Regions from separate parts of the Mus musculus genome. Here regions 2, 3, 4, 5 and 6 are each linked to region 1. The links are chromatin contacts, called in public promoter capture Hi-C and targeted proximity ligation maps. All regions are on one chromosome and are shown on one strand. The core of a region is the stretch at or near the end of the contact, and the rest is flanking DNA. Distances in the headings are between cores, read along the strand shown. Region 1 holds the start of Rps6ka4 (ribosomal protein S6 kinase, polypeptide 4). Region 2 holds the start of Rcor2 (REST corepressor 2). Region 3 overlaps Nrxn2 (neurexin II). Region 4 overlaps Nrxn2 (neurexin II). Region 5 holds the start of Otub1 (OTU domain, ubiquitin aldehyde binding 1). Region 6 holds the start of Slc22a12 (solute carrier family 22 (organic anion/cation transporter), member 12).

Region 1 (2,515 bases), core at 6-2,505:
ATAGTTCTTTTGTCAAACTAGACACCTAGGTAGAGGGAACCTCACAGCTGAGAGACTGCTTCCAGCAGATTAGCCCATGGGCATATTTGTGGAGGCATTTTCTTGATTGCAAATTGATTATAGGAAGGCCTAAGTCACTGTGGGTGATACATCCCTAGCTAGATGGGCTTGGGTTATGTAATAAAGCTAGCTGAAAAAGTCAAGGGATGAAAGTCAGTAAGCAGTGCTCCTCATAAGCAGTGCTCCTCATCATAAGCAGTGCTCCTCCATGGTCTCTGCTTCAGTTCTGATCTCCAGGTTCCAGCCTTGAGTTTCTGCCTTGACTTCCCTCAGTTATGGACTGTAGCCTGCAAACCAAATAACTGCCCCTTCCCCAAGCTGCTTTAAGTCAGAACGTTTTATCACAGCAACAAAGAAGCAAACGAATACAGGGACAATTAGGCTGGGTGGCAGGATGTGAGTCAGGGCACCCGAGGCTGCCCCAGGGAGGGTGGGGCTCCCTGGGAAAGGTGGAGTGGGGTCCTTGTGCAATCAGCCCTGCAGGCTCCCTCTTTAATTCTTTTTGAAATTACATTTATTTTATATTATGCCATATGTTTGCATTGTATGTAGGTGCAGGCACTTAGATCTAAGGGCAGCTTGTGGAAGTCGGTTCTTTCTTTTTACCATGTGGGAGGGAACTAGGCATCCAACTCAGTTGGTCTCCTTTGGGGCAAAAGCAACTTTACCCATGTAAAGTGGCTTCCTGTTTCTGAAGTGTACTCTCAGGATGCCCATTGCCGGCCCAGCATCAAGAGCCTAGGGCTCCTGTGTCCAGGGAATATAAAGATCTCCAGTGTATTTGCTGAGCTTAACGAGTGTAACGAGTGGTCCTAAAGAAGGAAGTGGGCTGTGATTTGTGTCTGTTGGCTAAGAGGAGCAGAAGAGGCAAGGCTGCCACGTGGGAGGGAGGGCTCCATCAGCCTGGGTGGGCAGCCCTCCTCAAATCCTGGGACACAGACCTCTAGTGTCCTCCATATCCTGCTGGACAGACACCTGGCTAGGAGGCTTACTCCAGCTGCAGCCACATGTCACCCAAAGGCCCTGCACGGCTCTCACTGGTCCCGGGGCCAGGAGACCCTGCCACCGTCTGATGCTTCCCACCCGCAGCCCCGCTCCGTCACGTTCCAGCCGCCTGACTCAGGCCGCACGGGGCGGGCTGGGAGCCGGGAGGCGGTGCCGGCGCCCGCTCGGCCCCAGAGGCGGCACCAGGAAGCACCCGCCCCGGCCGGAGCCGCCATGTAACCGGCGCCGCCCGTAGCCCCAGCCGCGCGGGCCCCAGCGACCCGCCCGCCATGGGAGACGAGGATGAGGACGAGGGCTGCGCCGTGGAGCTGCAGATCACCGAAGGTGGGTGCCGGATCCCGAGGCGGCTCTCCCGGACGGGTGGCAAGAGTCAGCGACCCTCTGGGCTCACTCGCCCCCCTGTGTCCGCAGCCAACCTCACCGGGCATGAGGAGAAGGTGAGCGTGGAGAACTTCGCGCTGCTCAAGGTGCTGGGCACGGGAGGTGAGAAACCGCTTTCACTGGCATGGTGCTTTGGGCCTTCTGCCCGCCCACTCGCCTGGACCTGGGCCTGGGCCTGGTTGCTGGGGAGGTCCCCCCACCCTTTCCCGGCATAGCTCCCCTTGCCCGCCCCGCCCTACCGTACCAGGGTTCCGAGCCTACTTGCCGGGCGTCCACGTTGACAGGACTCTTCTCTGCAAAGTCCTATGCGTGCGTGCCCCCTGCCGCGATTTCCTAGCCTCTTTGGGGTTTTGACTCCCTCCCAAGAGCTTTGCACAGCTTCTCTCCCCATCTTCCCTTGCGAGCCCCACTCTTGTATTTTGCAAATTCCCCAGTCCGGGTTTGCACATCCCTCCGCTGACTGGGAGCGCGCCTCTGCCTCCGGTGCCAGCGTTTTCATCTTTTCTCAGCTCTCTTGATCATCCCAGGTTTGCACGTGCCCCGCCCCTTCCCCGCCCCGCAGGCCTTCTGGAGTTGCAAGCTCCCCAGGCTAGTTTGCACTGCAAATTGCTTTTCAGGCTTAACCGAGCACCCTCCAGGGAGGGCTCACCTTCTCCTTAGAAGGCTCTGTCAGCCTTTTGCACCCCCCTTCCCACCAGTCTGCACCGCCCTCGCACTTACAGCCCACCTTCCAACCGCTTGCTTGCTGCTCCCACAGCCTATGGGAAGGTGTTCCTGGTGCGGAAGACGGGTGGGCACGACGCGGGCAAGCTCTATGCCATGAAGGTGCTACGCAAGGCGGCGTTGGTGCAGCGCGCGAAGACACAGGAGCATACCCGCACCGAACGCTCGGTGCTGGAGCTGGTTCGCCAAGCACCCTTCCTGGTCACACTGCACTACGCCTTCCAGACGGATGCCAAGCTGCACCTCATCCTGGGTGAGGGCCTGTCACATCTCAGCTTTGGAGAGGGACGGGAGTTAGATTAGGCTACCTTGTAGGGAAACATTTCAACGTCTCCTCACTCCCAGA
Region 2 (2,515 bases), core at 6-2,505, 430 kb before region 1:
TTAAAGCCCAGGCTAGAGCAAAGTGCTTTGTTCTAACTGGGGGTGGGAGCTTGGAGGGCTGCCCCTAGATCTGGACCACAGCCTTGCAGAGAGCTCGGGGCTCCTCCCCACCACATGAGCTTCACAGCTCCGCATAGAGGTATCTTCCCAGTACCTGGTCCAATCAGACCTCAGTCCCCTGCAAGGCTGCAAGGTATGAGGACCCAATCCATCCAAGAGAGGCATCCTAAGCTCCCTCAACGACTGAGGGCAAAGGGGAGGTGGGTGGTCAAGGGCCCAGCCTGTAGATTTCCTGTGCCGGCAACACCAGGCACGAGAAGGCTGAGGTTGCAATCCAGGAGCGGCAGAAACCATCTGTGGTTCGCAACTCTCCCCCCCCCCTCCTCCACCTTCCATGATCCCTCCCCGGACCAGCGCGCCTTTAACCCTAGGCCACCAGGCTCACCATGAGAGTGCTCCTCCTCGCTGCTGTCATCCTCCGAGTGTGGCTGTCCGCCGTTGGGTGCCGTCTTGGCCCGACTTCGGGACAAGATCCCGGAGCCCGCACTGGGCTTCTCCATTACTGAGGGCATTACCCTACCCGGCAGCCCCGAGGGGCACGGGATCCTTTGGAGAGCGCAGGAGCTTGCCGCGCTTGCCTCGAGTGCTGCGCCTGGCCCGGCCTGGAGGGGTCGCCACTGAGGCTACGAGAGGCAGGAGGTCAGCGTGGCTAGGGTCCGGGAGGTCGGGGCCCCGGAGGGCAGCCCTAACGCTCACTGCGACCCCCACGGGCGAGGACGGCAGAAAAGTTTGTGAAGTGGGGGTACGGGGGAGACGGCGCGGCCGGGGGCACGCTCGCTCCGTGCGCCCCTCGGGGCTGGTTCTCCCCCGGGGAGAGTCGGGGCGCGTTGCCCTCGGGGAGCCCCGGAGCCGCGCCGCGCGCCTGCCCACGCTGTTTGGCCAGCAAGGGCTACCGCGCAGTGGCCGCCGCAGCTGACTCCGCGCCCCTCGGCTGCGCTGAGGATGCCCCGATCCCCAACGGAGGTAACCCTGCCCGACCCGACCCCACGGCAACCACGCCAGCCGGCTGGAGCCCCGGCGGCAGGACGGCGCGCACGGCGTGCGGCGCTGGAGCAGAGTTGCCGGGAGGCGGGCGGAGCGCAGCCGCGGGCGCCGCCTCGCACCCTCCCCGGCGCGCTCGCTCGCCCCGCCGCGCTCGCGCTACCGCCGCTCGCTCGCCCGCTCTCCGCCGCCGCTCGCTCCTCGCGCACACAATGAAGCTGCTGGCAGGGAAGTAGTGCCGGCTGCGGCCTCAGCACCCCTCCCCCAGCCGATGCCTCCGCCAGCTGAACATCTGGCCCTGGGGTGGGAGGGAGGGCCCGGGGGGCGGGGCCTGGGGCCGGGGCTAGACCTCCAGGGGGTGGGGTCAGGACCGGAATGGGGCGCACGTACCCCCCCCAGGGAGCACCCTTGGTGTCTCTGAGTTCTCAGACTTGGCCCTTTTGGGTAGACCCCAGTGCCCCCCAGGAGAAGCCCGGGGTCAGCCCCACCCACAAGCACACCGGTTCCACACACTACTGGGCTCTGGTTACTGTGGCCTGCCCCGGGGGCCCTGAGGCCGCCTGTCCGACCGCCCGGGTGGAGCCCAGCTTTTCCTTCCATTTCCCTTCCTGCCAAGGAACTCCCTGCCCCCCCTTCCGCAGGGGGATCCCCCCCTTCATGCGCCCTTGGGGGCCAAAGCGGATGGGAGGCCGGACAGGCGCAAGATGAATTTCTATAAGAGCCACTGGGCTAGAACCTGACTTCTGCTAGGTCTGTGGGTCCCCAGGGGTCACCCTAGTGTCTTTCAACTGCTGCAGTCTGCACCCAAAACAGTAGTATCAAAGATTGAGGAATGAGTATGAAAGGTAATAGGGCAAGTTCTGGGCTGAAAGGGGCGAGCTCCTCACTGGGTTCACTGTCACCCCAGCTGGAAGCAGCATCCCCCCTCCCCCCGGACAGGCACAGGCAGAGTGACAGACAGGGAAGCGGGTTGGGAGGCACAGACGGAGTTGGGGGAGGGGGTGGGCAGAGACTTTCAAAGCCAGACCCAGCCACCCTGCCAGGCACACAAAGAGCCAGCGCACTCACCGGCAGCAGCTCGAAGCCTGTGAGCTGCGCCTGTGCCCGTCCCCGCCGCCTGGGGCACGTGCTGCAGCTCACACAGGCCGAAGCCCCCGCCCGCTGTCCCTCCCACGGGGAGCCCGGACTCCTGGACACGCCTCTACCCGGGCACACCCGCTATGCCCAGATCGAGCCGAGCCTGCACGCGCACCCTCCTCTCCCTTCCCTTCCTTGGCCACTCTGTAATCAGATTCCTAAATTTAGAAGCAGCCCTGGCCCCAACCGGGGATCCCTGCCCCTACCCACTGGCTGTGGCCGACCGGCCTGGGTCCTGTGGTCAGGCCACGACCTGGCTGGGGCATCCTGTTCCTGGGGGCTCTTTGCCTGCGGCTGGCAGAGTCAGACACGACCCCGCCCGACTTCAGCACTGTCC
Region 3 (2,515 bases), core at 8-2,507, 390 kb after region 1:
TAGAAAAGCCTCCTCTACAGCCCTAACTCTTCCAGCTGCCCATTCCAGCCACGCATGGAGAGAGCAGGTTCCAAAAGAAAACCTGCTTGTTTCTGAGAACTAGGGAAGCTGGAAGAAGGCATCTGCACCTATGGAAACCCTGGATCAAAAGATGCTGTGATTCTTTCAGAATCTGGGAATCTAGAAACTGTGCCTTCGGACAGCCAAGACCCCTGGGCAAGAGGCCAAGCACTCTGAAAGATCCAAACCCTTCCTGCCTAAATGACGCTACGGGTCCCCTTTCCCTGGCCAGGCCCTTGCTGAGGACAATTTAGCCCAGTGAGCAAGCCCTGGCAACCCTAACCTTCTTCAACCTGAGTCATTCCAGAATGAGCCACACCAGGCCTCCAGGCCCCAGAGAGACTGACAGCACCAGACCAGCGACAGAACTGATTCTCCTGGATCCCTGAGATGACCAACTAGCCCTACCCAACCCCTGCTCCCTGCCCAACCCCAGCCCTACCTCCCTGCTGTGGAGTCTGGCAAAGAGGGCTGGGGAGGAACAGTCTGCTGTCAGTAAATCATCCCAGCTCCTGTGGCATGAGATGCTAGACCTTGAGCCGGAAACTGAAGCCAGTGTGGAGATCAAAGAGCTGCAAGTATCTCTGGGGCACAGAGAGGACCAGGGTAGCCAGTGCCCAGGAGCCGAGGAGGCTGGGAAGGGCTTGGGCCCTGGGGAAAACAGAGCCATGTGGCTCCCGGCAGCTTCCTCTCCATCTCCATTGGTGTCTTCTTCCTTTATCTCACCTCTAGGTCGGAGGCTAGCTTGAGGGAGGAGGCCACAGTAACTGGGGCAGCATCAGGACAACACAGTTCTCAGGACACAGGATTTATTCAAAGCACTGGGAGGGTCTCCAGCTTTTTGGCTGTCTTTATACTCCTTGCTTCAAATAGTTCCTACCCTGCCACTCACGCTTAGACTACAAAATTCCAGCACCCCACTTCTAAACCTCAGGCCCCAAACCCTCCTCCCACTCTGCCTGTCAGCAGCAGCCTTGCCCTGAGGCCTTACTCTTAGAAATCCAGGCTTCTGTTGCCCTCAGTCCAGTGTTCGAGGGCCCATGGATTCAGTTTTTTGTCCTCTGCCCCCACCAGCACCTACAGCCCCTTAGGCCTGACTCCTGCTGGAGGAAGCCACACAGCTACCCTCAAGACCCTTCCGCTGCCCAGCTCTCTGCCAGCCTCATTAGCATGCGGCACTCTCCCTCTGTCACCAAGGCAACCAGCTGCTCAGCTCCCTCAGGCGTGACAGCACCAGCCATCTTGGTGAGGGGAGACCCGTTCCCTTCCTGTCTACTCCTGGCTCATCCTCAGATGACCGGATGACAGAGGCATCCCTCCCTACAACCTGTCTCCTCTCCCATCCCAATTATAGCTTGCTCTTTGTACCCTGGCCCCAGTACCCCTGGGGTGCTCTCTCCCCCATGACTACCTGTGGCATCCTGCCCCTCCTTCCACTCCTCCTACAGGCTGGCAGTGACGAACGTCAATGCCAAAGGCCCTCCCTTGGGTATTCTGTTTGGCTAATCTGGGTCTCCTCTCCTTGCTCGGAAGAGATTAAGGAAAGAATGGAGGCGCTCAGGGCACTGCATGGCAGGATACCTGGGTTCCTAGAGGAAGCCAACCCTTAGGCCTAGCATCCCAGCATGAAGGGACAGAGAAGGGGAGGCACAGAGAACCTCCAAGAGATCTGAAGAGGGACCTCAGGGAGGTCCAGCTGAGCCTGTGTCCTCACTTGCAGTCTCACCCCTGACTTGCACCCAGATCCCAGGACAACAGCCATGGAAAGAAAAAGATGGCAAAATTAAGAGACACAGACAGACATGCACAAGGACACACAGAAGGACCACATTCCTACCTGTGTACACACACACACCATATACACCCTGCACTATTGCTGATATTCAGGCCCACATCCATACCAGCAGGTTACCAGGACACCTCACACAGAGCTCATTCCCTGGTCTCCAAAGCTGACCTTCCCTTGATCTTCTCATGCCTTTCTCTCCTCTCCCTGCTCCAAGTTCCTTCTCTGCAGCCTCTGCCCTTCCCTCTCAGCCAGGCCTTCCCTGCTAAGCTCCTCTCCTTTCTCTCCTTTCTCTCCTTTCTCTCCTCTCCTCCCCCTCTCTCTCCCTCTCCCTCCCTCCCTCTCCCTCTCTCCCCCCTCTCTCCCCCCAGCTCTTTTTAATCCCACCACTTGCTCCTCTCCCTGTCTCTGTGCCCCCTCCTCCTCCCAAGCCTCTCCTCTCCCTTGTCTTTACTCTCTCCCTCCATCCATCTCTCCCTTTATTCCAGAGGAGACATCTAGAGCAAGTTAAAGTCACTAAATCTTATCTCCAGCCCTCAGAAGGCTGTGTCCACCCAGATGTGCAGGCTCTCTCCTTCTCTCTCCTTCTCTCTCACATGCATACTGGGTAAACAGTGACACACAGAGATGCAAACACACAAAGCTCTGGTGGTTCCTCCAGAGACACAT
Region 4 (2,515 bases), core at 5-2,504, 380 kb after region 1:
CCCTTTGTCTTTCTTCTCCTACACATCCTTGAAGCATTCTGAGGTTTCAGGAAGTTATTTTAAGACTGGTTCCTAACAAGGGATTGCAATAGGATCTTCAGTGGAACCAGAGACGCCTAGTCCTCGGGGTCTGCTAAGGAAGGGGACCACTTTCCACGTGAGGTCCCTGCCTGGTGACAGAGGGAACTGCCCAGCACTTTATTAAGCTTAATGAAATGATAATTCCTTTCTAGAGTACGGAACTTGCTTTGATTGATCTTCACGCAGACCCGCTGTACAAGCCGGGCAGGCACACATCAGCCTGCCGGGAGCTCAGGGGACTGAGCTTTTCTGGCCCGGGCCCTGTGGTGAGCATTTTACCATGGAGACTCGAATGAAGGTTCTTGGCTCCTAATCCTGGAGTGATACTTGCCCCACCCCACCCCCGCCCCGCCTAGGTTGATCTTGGCTCCCTGTCCTCAGAGTAACAGGTTGGCTGTCCAATAAAGAGAAAGTTCTCTTTTTGTTTTTACTAGGTAGGTATGTATATGTATATGTATATGTATATGTATATGTATATGTATATGTATATGTATATGTATATGTATATAGACATGGACATATATATATACATATATACATACATATACATACACACATATTTATATATGTGTGTGTATGTGTATATGTGTGTGTGTGTGTGTATGGTGTGTGTGTGTTCCAGCAATCAGCTAACTCAGGTCATCAGACTTGGTGGCAAGCATCTTAGCCAGGTGAGCCATCTTGTCAGCTAGTAAAGAAAGTTCATATTGGCAGGTTCTCAAGAACAGTGCAGTGTGTAGCAACTAACTCACACAAGCAGCGGCTTAAGGAAGAGCCCCTGTGAAACGCTAGCACAGATCTCAGGGCAAGAGCCATCGGGACCATGGGAAGCTAGAGAGCCTGCACAAGGTATTAGGTTGGCCATGGATACTAACCTCTGTGGGTGAAGGAACATACACACATGCAAATGTGTCGGCAAAGTCTTGATTGACACGGCTTCAGAGGTGAAGCCTGGTAAGGGGCATAAAGGGCTCTCAGGCTAGACAGCCCAGCTTTGATACCTCCCTGCTCCCTAGCCTTCCAGCCAGGCAGACCTGGCAGGCTGGGCAAGCCAGGCAGCTGCCCCAAGTCCCTCCCTCCCCATGAGAGCAGACACGTCCATCTGCAGGGTCCCCAGCCTGGTGTTCAATCACTTTGCATTATTAATAGGCAATGACTAACCGGCTGCTGTGGAGCCGGAATTGGGCAGGCATGAGGGAATCCCAAGGGATCTCACACTGCAGGGCCTGAGGGCACACACTCTGAGGCAGGCAGGAAGAGGAGGAGGAGGAGGCCCTTCCAACCCTCTCCCTGTCTTGCTGCCTGTCAGGCATTGCACCTGCACTGAAGAGCCAGCCCCAGCGGCCCGCCTCCATGCAGACTCCTTACCAGGTCCCAGAACCCATCCAAGCTTGCGGCCCCCATTCCCACCAGCACTTAAACATGCAGAGAATCAGCAGTCTCCCAAAAACACAGCATGGCTTCCCACTAACACCCCTAAATATCACACCAACATTTACACACAGTCACACCCACACACCAACACACACCAGCTGCCTTTACACTGACACCCACAACAGCATTCACCAGGAGCGAGCCCAACCCAAACACAAGAGCTTGGCAAGGACTGCCCCACTATCCCTGCTGAGCCTCCTCTTCTCAGGCCTTCAACAGGGAAGGAAGCCAAGCCCTGTCAGAGGCCATGCAGGAGAAGCAGGGGACAGACAGGGATGGGGCTGAAGGGGGAGGAAGACAGTGTGGAACACAGTGTTAGTCAGAGCAGCAGAGCGGTGGGGGGACTGGACGCTATCCCTGGTGGGGGGAAAAGACCACTCATGCCGTGCAGAATGTGAGGGAGACAGATCTGGGAACCCTCGAGGTTGGGAGGTAGGGGGCGACAGCCAGCACAGGACAGCCCCAAAACTGGTGTGAACTGGAAAATTGAAGGAGGTCTCAAGGCCATCCTCCTACCCCTTTGAGGAACATGCCCAGCTGGCCGTCACTGGAGATGGCAGCCCCAGCCCTCTTCCCAACTCGAGGGGCCCCTGTCTGGAGCTGACAGAGCGTAGCATTGCGTGTCATGGGATGGTGTTTTCCATGGATTTTCAGGAGACCAAGAAAGAAACCAAATCAAAGAGAAAAACAAAAACAAAAACAAAACAAAAACAAAAACAAAAACAAAAAAACTAAGGAGCTGGGAAGAGAACAGAAAAAAGTAACAGAAAATAGTCCAGCATGGGGCTGGTCCAGCACAGGGCTGATCTAGCCGGAGCTCATGCGCGTGGGGCCTGCCTGCCCCAGGTCTCAGGCCAGGAACTGCCAGGACGCAGGAGCTCAGGGCGGGGCCTGGGTTTCCATTTCTCTTTTGGATTTGAGTTTGGATTTTTAAAAAAAGGAAAGAAAGAAAGAAACAAGGAAAGAAAAGTAAGGAGGGAAACTAAAAAGGAAGAAGTAA
Region 5 (2,515 bases), core at 10-2,509, 370 kb before region 1:
TGACCTCTACTCAGAGATCCACATGCCTCCCTAGTGCTGGAATTACCATGCCTAGTCTGTACTTGATTTTTCTAAAATTTTTTTGGTTTTTCAAGACAGGGTTTCTCTGTGTAGCCCTGGCTGTCCTGGAGCTCACTCTGTAGACCAGGCTGGCCTCGAACTCAGAAATCCTCCTGCCTCTGCCTCCCAAGTGCTGGGATTAAAGACATGGGTCACCACAGCCCGGCCTGATTTTTCTAAATCTTTAAGAGTGCTTTCCACCCTGGCCTCCAGTTACCTGGACTGGTAGACCGACCATACAGGAGCTGGAGTTGGGACTAGTAAGGACAGAGAACTGATATTCTGGAGGGTAAAAGGAATCTGTGTGGCTCAGTGATGGCTATAGCCAGGCTACCAAGAAGTAAATGCCTTTTCCTGCAAACGCTCTGGTGTTTGCTTTTCAGGGTACACAGGGCCTGCAAATGGGAATGTCCATTTCTCAGAATGGAGACATAACTCAAAGAAAATGGGTAGCTTCGGCAAAAATTAGCAAAGATGGCCACTTTTTGGCTCAGGTTTTGTTTGGTTTGGTCTGGTCTGTTTGAGACAGGGTCTCTTGTAGCCAAGCCTTGCCTGAAACTCCACGATTACCTTGAACGCCGGATCCTCCATTCTTTCTCCACCTTTCACATGTTCGGATTATGGACTCAAATTCTTGCTTTTAAGTGGCTCTGCTTTCTCAAATACGAGGACATATAGCCTAAAGTTAGGTCGAGGGTTTTGGTTTTGGTATCAAGGGAAGATGCTCCCCGTGCTGGAAACAGGTCTTTACAGCTTTAGAGAACAGGCTCAGTGGTGAGAGGCGAGAGGCCGCGAAGGCTCCGAAGGGCGTCAGGAGGTTGTCACCACTTCCTGTCTCGAGGTGGCTCTGCGCTCCGCACTGCAGCTACCGTCCTGTACCTTGAAAGTACGCGCAGCTGGGATTAACCTTCTAGTGACTTTAATTCCATCTTGTTCCTTATCTTAGTTACACAACCTGCGTTTCAAACTTCAGTATACAGAAAACAGAAATGACTCGAGGAGGTCCTTAGCCCCGCAGGACCTTTGGGAAAGTGGAATGTGGAAGCGCGCGTGGCGTCCCCCCAAGCTCTCCAGGGCAGCAGGAGCAGCCCAGGCCCTGACGACTGCCAAAGGGAGCCTGTTGCTAGGGGCGTTGCGAAGGAGGGGCCACAAGGAGGGGCTCCCTTCCGGGAGGAGGGCAATTAATAACCCGGAAGCGATCGCCAGTGCGGCGCTGTTTAAAGATGGCGGCGGAGGAACCTCAGCAGCAGAAGCAGGAGCCACTGGGTAGCGACTCCGAAGGTACGAACGGAGGGAAGGATGTCCTTCCCGGGCTAGCGGGGGCAATCCACGGCCCGCCGTTCCCGAGGAACTCGGGGAGTCAGGGCCCTGGGGAGTAGGCGCAGCGTGCGACCGAGCCCTTCCCCGCGTCTCCTCCCCTCCCCCTCACAATGGAAGCAGGGCCGCGGCGACCCCCGGCCGGGCGGGGCGGCCGGGGCCGGGGCTCGGCCTCTCGCGCACGCCTGGGGCGGGGCCTGGGCCGCCCCGCCTCCGCCGGTCCCGTGGCCTCGGCCGGCTCCCACAGTCAGCCCGCCGGAGACCTAGCAGTCAAGCCGAGGCCTAGGCCGGGGCCGAGCTGCTGAAAGGCGTTGAGGAACGCCGGGCTTCCAAGGACGAAGTCCCTGCTGGGCCGTTCGGGATGCCATTGGCGGCTCTTTGCCTTAGAGCTTGTGCTGGCCTTACAGCACCTTTGAGCGGATCCAGGCATTGTTTTCCTAGATTCTTGGTCTTTAAAAAAAGACAGAAACCAGTCACACCTTCTCCCTGTCTCCCGAGAACTTGAGCTCTAGGGGTTGAGTAAGTCTGTTGAGTGGGAGGGACAGTCCTGTTGTAGGACATGGTGGGAAGCTCAGCTGAGAACCTAGGATAACCAGGCCCCAAAGGATTGGCTTTAAAAAGCCAGTCATACTCGCACACCCTACTCTAACTCCACACTATATTCTAGAGGTTGAGGACTAGGAAACCCAGATACGCAGAAAGAAATTGTTCTCCATCACATCTAAGAAGGATCCAAGACTAGAAACTCCTACAATAGCTGCTTAGAGTCCTCAGAACGAACGTCCCGAATCCGTGGATGACTCTAGAGAGTGCTTAGGTAGTAGTTGCTGCTGGCAGGATCCCAGCATATTTTGATGATGGGAGCAAGGTGATGGCATTAATCCATTCTAGAGGTGAGGGGAGAGGACTTTGGCAAGTGACATGTCCAAGAGCTCAGACTGGAATTTTACAAATGTGGACTTGACCTTGGACAAGATGGAGTTACCTCTGGTTTTTGTTTTTTGTTTTTTAATTTGGAAAATGAACAATACAGGGGACCACAGAAGGACAAAGGGCGTGTCTCAGTAAAGTGCATGCTTACAGGATGCACTCATTCTTCCTAGGGCTCCACCCCTTCATCCTGCTTTCTCCCAGAGCT
Region 6 (2,515 bases), core at 12-2,511, 300 kb after region 1:
GCCCTTCCAGAGGACAAGTGTTCAGCTTCCAGCACCCACATCCTATAGCTCACAGCTGCCTGTAACGCCAGCTCCAGCTCCAGGGAGTCAGATGCCCCTCTTCTGGCCTCTGTGGGCACTTGTACTCAAATACACAAGCCACACACACACACACACACACACACACACCAAATACTTTTATTTTAAAAGAACGTCTGTGTCAGGAATCGTACGGACATCTCTATCCCATCATCTGCCACCTGATCACAGCGTTTCCTCTTCTACTCTCAAAACTACCTTGAACCCAAACCAGTCAGTACCTCTGGTGCCCACAGACTCCTCCCGCCTCTACACAGCCCTCATTATCGGTTCTGTCCAGTCACTCCCATGGCTTCCTGGGGACACTTTCCCCTTTGTCAGGCTTTCCCCCTCCCAGGAGCCAGGAATCTTACAAATGGAAGTCGAACTGCTGGAGAGACGCCTCCTGGTCAAGCATTTGCTCTTCTTCTAGAGGGCCAGGGCCCTGGCGTTGAAGGCAGGATTTAGTGTAAGGCTTTGCAGTGTGGCAGTAGGTGAAAGGGGCGGCAGAAGGAGACAGGTCAGGGAGGCGACAGAGCAGAGCAGAGGCAAAGGGGGAAGTCCTCAGAATTAGTCGGCTTAGAGACACTAGAGGCTGAGTTGCCAGCCTGTGAACTGTGACTCCGTTCCAGGCAGAGGGCCATGTAATTACAGGCTAAAGAAGTGGGTCCTAAGACAAGGAGACCTGGGAAAGAGACAGAGGTCTCAATACTTTAGGATATTTGTCTTGAAGAGTACAGGGGCATATGCTAATGTCAAAAGGGCTTAATGAGGCTCAGTACAGGGAATCAATAAGGGAGTGCAGGAACAGTGGCAGCTTCAAAAGGCTAATGAGGCCTAGAGACTGAGTGACACACCATCCTCAAGCAGAGGACGCCATCACTCAAGCTAGGATCAGGCCAGCTCTGAGGTTGGGAGGACCAGGGCTCACCCTCTCTCTCCTGGGTTAGCTCACAGTACAGTCATGATGTCTCCTGGAAGGCAGGCAGGAGCACCGAAGGATGGCGGCCCCAACACACTTAGTGGCAGAGCCCGTGTCCAGATCTTGCCGCATCCTAACAGAAACCAGGGCCATGAAGATGGGGGCGGGGTGGTGGGAGAAACTGCCGCTTTCATCTGCAGTGGTGTTGTCCTGGTTAAACTTTGAAGAAATGATTACTAAACCCTCTTCTATTAAATGGCTCCTAGTCACACTTTAATTCTACCCAGAGTGACTTCTCTCTCCACCCTCCTTGCTTCTCAAATTTGGTTTTTCCTGAGAGCCAGACTCTGCTGTGTCGCTGAGAGGTTCCCATGGCCTCCAGATTACCACAGAGGGTTCCAGGTCTCATGGTGACAGCCAGCAGGCAGATACACAAGAGCCTTGACTGGCTGTGACTCAGCAACATGGCTGTGTGACATGCATATGAAGAGACTGGTGTGGTCAGAGCCAAGGGGAAAGCAGGCTCATCACAAAGACCCCATGGTCCTGGGCCAGCCTCTGTGAAGTGGAAGCTGCGTGGTGGTACCCAGGAGAAACCCATGGCCTTTCCTGAACTCCTGGACCGAGTGGGGGGGCTGGGCAGGTTCCAGCTCTTCCAGACGGTGGCTCTGGTGACCCCCATTTTGTGGGTCACCACCCAGAACATGCTGGAGAACTTCTCAGCCGCAGTTCCCCACCACCGCTGTTGGGTGCCTCTCCTGGACAATAGCACCTCCCAGGCGAGTATCCCTGGGGACCTTGGACCCGATGTTCTTCTGGCCGTCTCCATCCCACCTGGTCCTGACCAGCAACCCCACCAGTGCCTCCGCTTCCGACAACCTCAATGGCAGCTTACAGAGTCCAACGCCACGGCCACCAACTGGAGTGACGCTGCCACTGAGCCATGCGAGGATGGCTGGGTTTACGACCACAGCACCTTCAGGTCCACAATCGTGACCACGGTAACAGCACCTGGGAGGTCAAAGTCACAGTCACAGAAAGGATGCACCTCCCCAAGCCTCCTCACTTGGGAGCAGCCATGTAGGCTTGCAGGGGACTGGGCAGCGGGAGTCATCTGCAAGGTCATAGTTAGTGGTTCATGCCTATGACCCCATCTCTAAAGAGACAGGAGGATTCCTGAGTCTGAGGCCAACCTGGGCCACACAGTGAGGTATGTCCACACAGCCTGGCCTGGGGTACCATTCCTGTTTCTACATCACCCGATGGCTTTACCCATAGTTGAACCTCTGCCATGACTCCAGGCCACCTAGACACAGGATCCTGTCGTCTGTCTCTGGGCTGAGCACAGAGGACCTGAACAAACATTGGCCTCTTATAAGAGATGTTGGCAGGCTGGGGAGATAAATCCGCAAACTGTCTGTTGTTGAAGCATGAAGACTTGAGTTCAGCTCTCCAGCATTTGGGGGGAAAAGCCAGGCTCAGTGGTGGTGGGACTGTAATGCCAGCTCTGGAGAGGCAGAAACAAGGGAGCCCCTG

The links. Promoter capture Hi-C pulls out the DNA fragments that hold promoters and counts their contacts.
Region 2: a contact with region 1 is called in a targeted proximity ligation map of pancreatic cancer cells.
Region 3: a contact with region 1 is called in a targeted proximity ligation map of forebrain, with 3 times the contacts expected there. A contact is called at or near these places in 1 of 484 Hi-C or Micro-C datasets (bone marrow-derived macrophages), 12 of 130 datasets of targeted methods (the 230-238 cell line, the NIH/3T3 cell line, T-cell acute lymphoblastic leukemia and 8 more) and 2 of 9 other capture datasets (embryonic stem cells and pancreatic islet).
Region 4: a contact with region 1 is called in a promoter capture Hi-C map of 3T3-L1-derived adipocytes, with 6 times the contacts expected there. A contact is called at or near these places in 13 of 39 promoter capture datasets (the 3T3-L1 cell line, 3T3-L1-derived adipocytes, the C10 cell line and 9 more), 2 of 484 Hi-C or Micro-C datasets (embryonic stem cells and nephron progenitors), 19 of 130 datasets of targeted methods (the 230-238 cell line, the NIH/3T3 cell line, T-cell acute lymphoblastic leukemia and 13 more) and 3 of 9 other capture datasets (embryonic stem cells, liver and pancreatic islet).
Region 5: a contact with region 1 is called in a promoter capture Hi-C map of stem cell-derived epiblast-like cells, with 3 times the contacts expected there. A contact is called at or near these places in 2 of 39 promoter capture datasets (liver and stem cell-derived epiblast-like cells), 4 of 484 Hi-C or Micro-C datasets (CD4 T cells, the G1E-ER4 cell line, embryonic stem cells and 1 more) and 3 of 130 datasets of targeted methods (the SCID.adh cell line, memory CD8 T cells and pancreatic cancer cells).
Region 6: a contact with region 1 is called in a promoter capture Hi-C map of hippocampal neurons, with 7 times the contacts expected there. A contact is called at or near these places in 24 of 39 promoter capture datasets (the 3T3-L1 cell line, 3T3-L1-derived adipocytes, the C10 cell line and 15 more), 1 of 484 Hi-C or Micro-C datasets (embryonic stem cells), 10 of 130 datasets of targeted methods (craniofacial prominence, embryonic forebrain, embryonic stem cells and 4 more) and 3 of 9 other capture datasets (adipose tissue, embryonic stem cells and liver).

What each region holds. Positions count from the first base shown.
Region 1 is chr19:6,839,367-6,841,881 of GRCm38.p6, reverse strand. It overlaps Rps6ka4 (ribosomal protein S6 kinase, polypeptide 4), which reads left to right and starts at 1,255. Exons shown (of 18, transcript NM_019924.2): 1 at 1,255-1,389; 2 at 1,477-1,548; 3 at 2,204-2,422; 4 at 2,515. The coding sequence starts at 1,335.
Region 2 is chr19:7,267,019-7,269,533 of GRCm38.p6, reverse strand. It overlaps Rcor2 (REST corepressor 2), which reads right to left and starts at 1,255. Exons shown (of 12, transcript NM_001320554.1): 1 at 446-1,255. The coding sequence starts at 572.
Region 3 is chr19:6,444,958-6,447,472 of GRCm38.p6, reverse strand. The region is part of intron 3 of Nrxn2 (neurexin II); the gene reads right to left. Among named protein-coding and RNA genes, the nearest start is that of Gm14965, 27 kb to the right of the region's middle.
Region 4 is chr19:6,464,035-6,466,549 of GRCm38.p6, reverse strand. The region is part of intron 7 of Nrxn2 (neurexin II); the gene reads right to left. Among named protein-coding and RNA genes, the nearest start is that of Gm52381, 32 kb to the left of the region's middle.
Region 5 is chr19:7,205,028-7,207,542 of GRCm38.p6, reverse strand. Otub1 (OTU domain, ubiquitin aldehyde binding 1) reads left to right here and starts at 1,259. Exons shown (of 7, transcript NM_134150.2): 1 at 1,259-1,341. The coding sequence starts at 1,284.
Region 6 is chr19:6,541,816-6,544,330 of GRCm38.p6, reverse strand. Slc22a12 (solute carrier family 22 (organic anion/cation transporter), member 12) reads left to right here and starts at 1,261. Exons shown (of 10, transcript NM_009203.3): 1 at 1,261-1,980. The coding sequence starts at 1,579.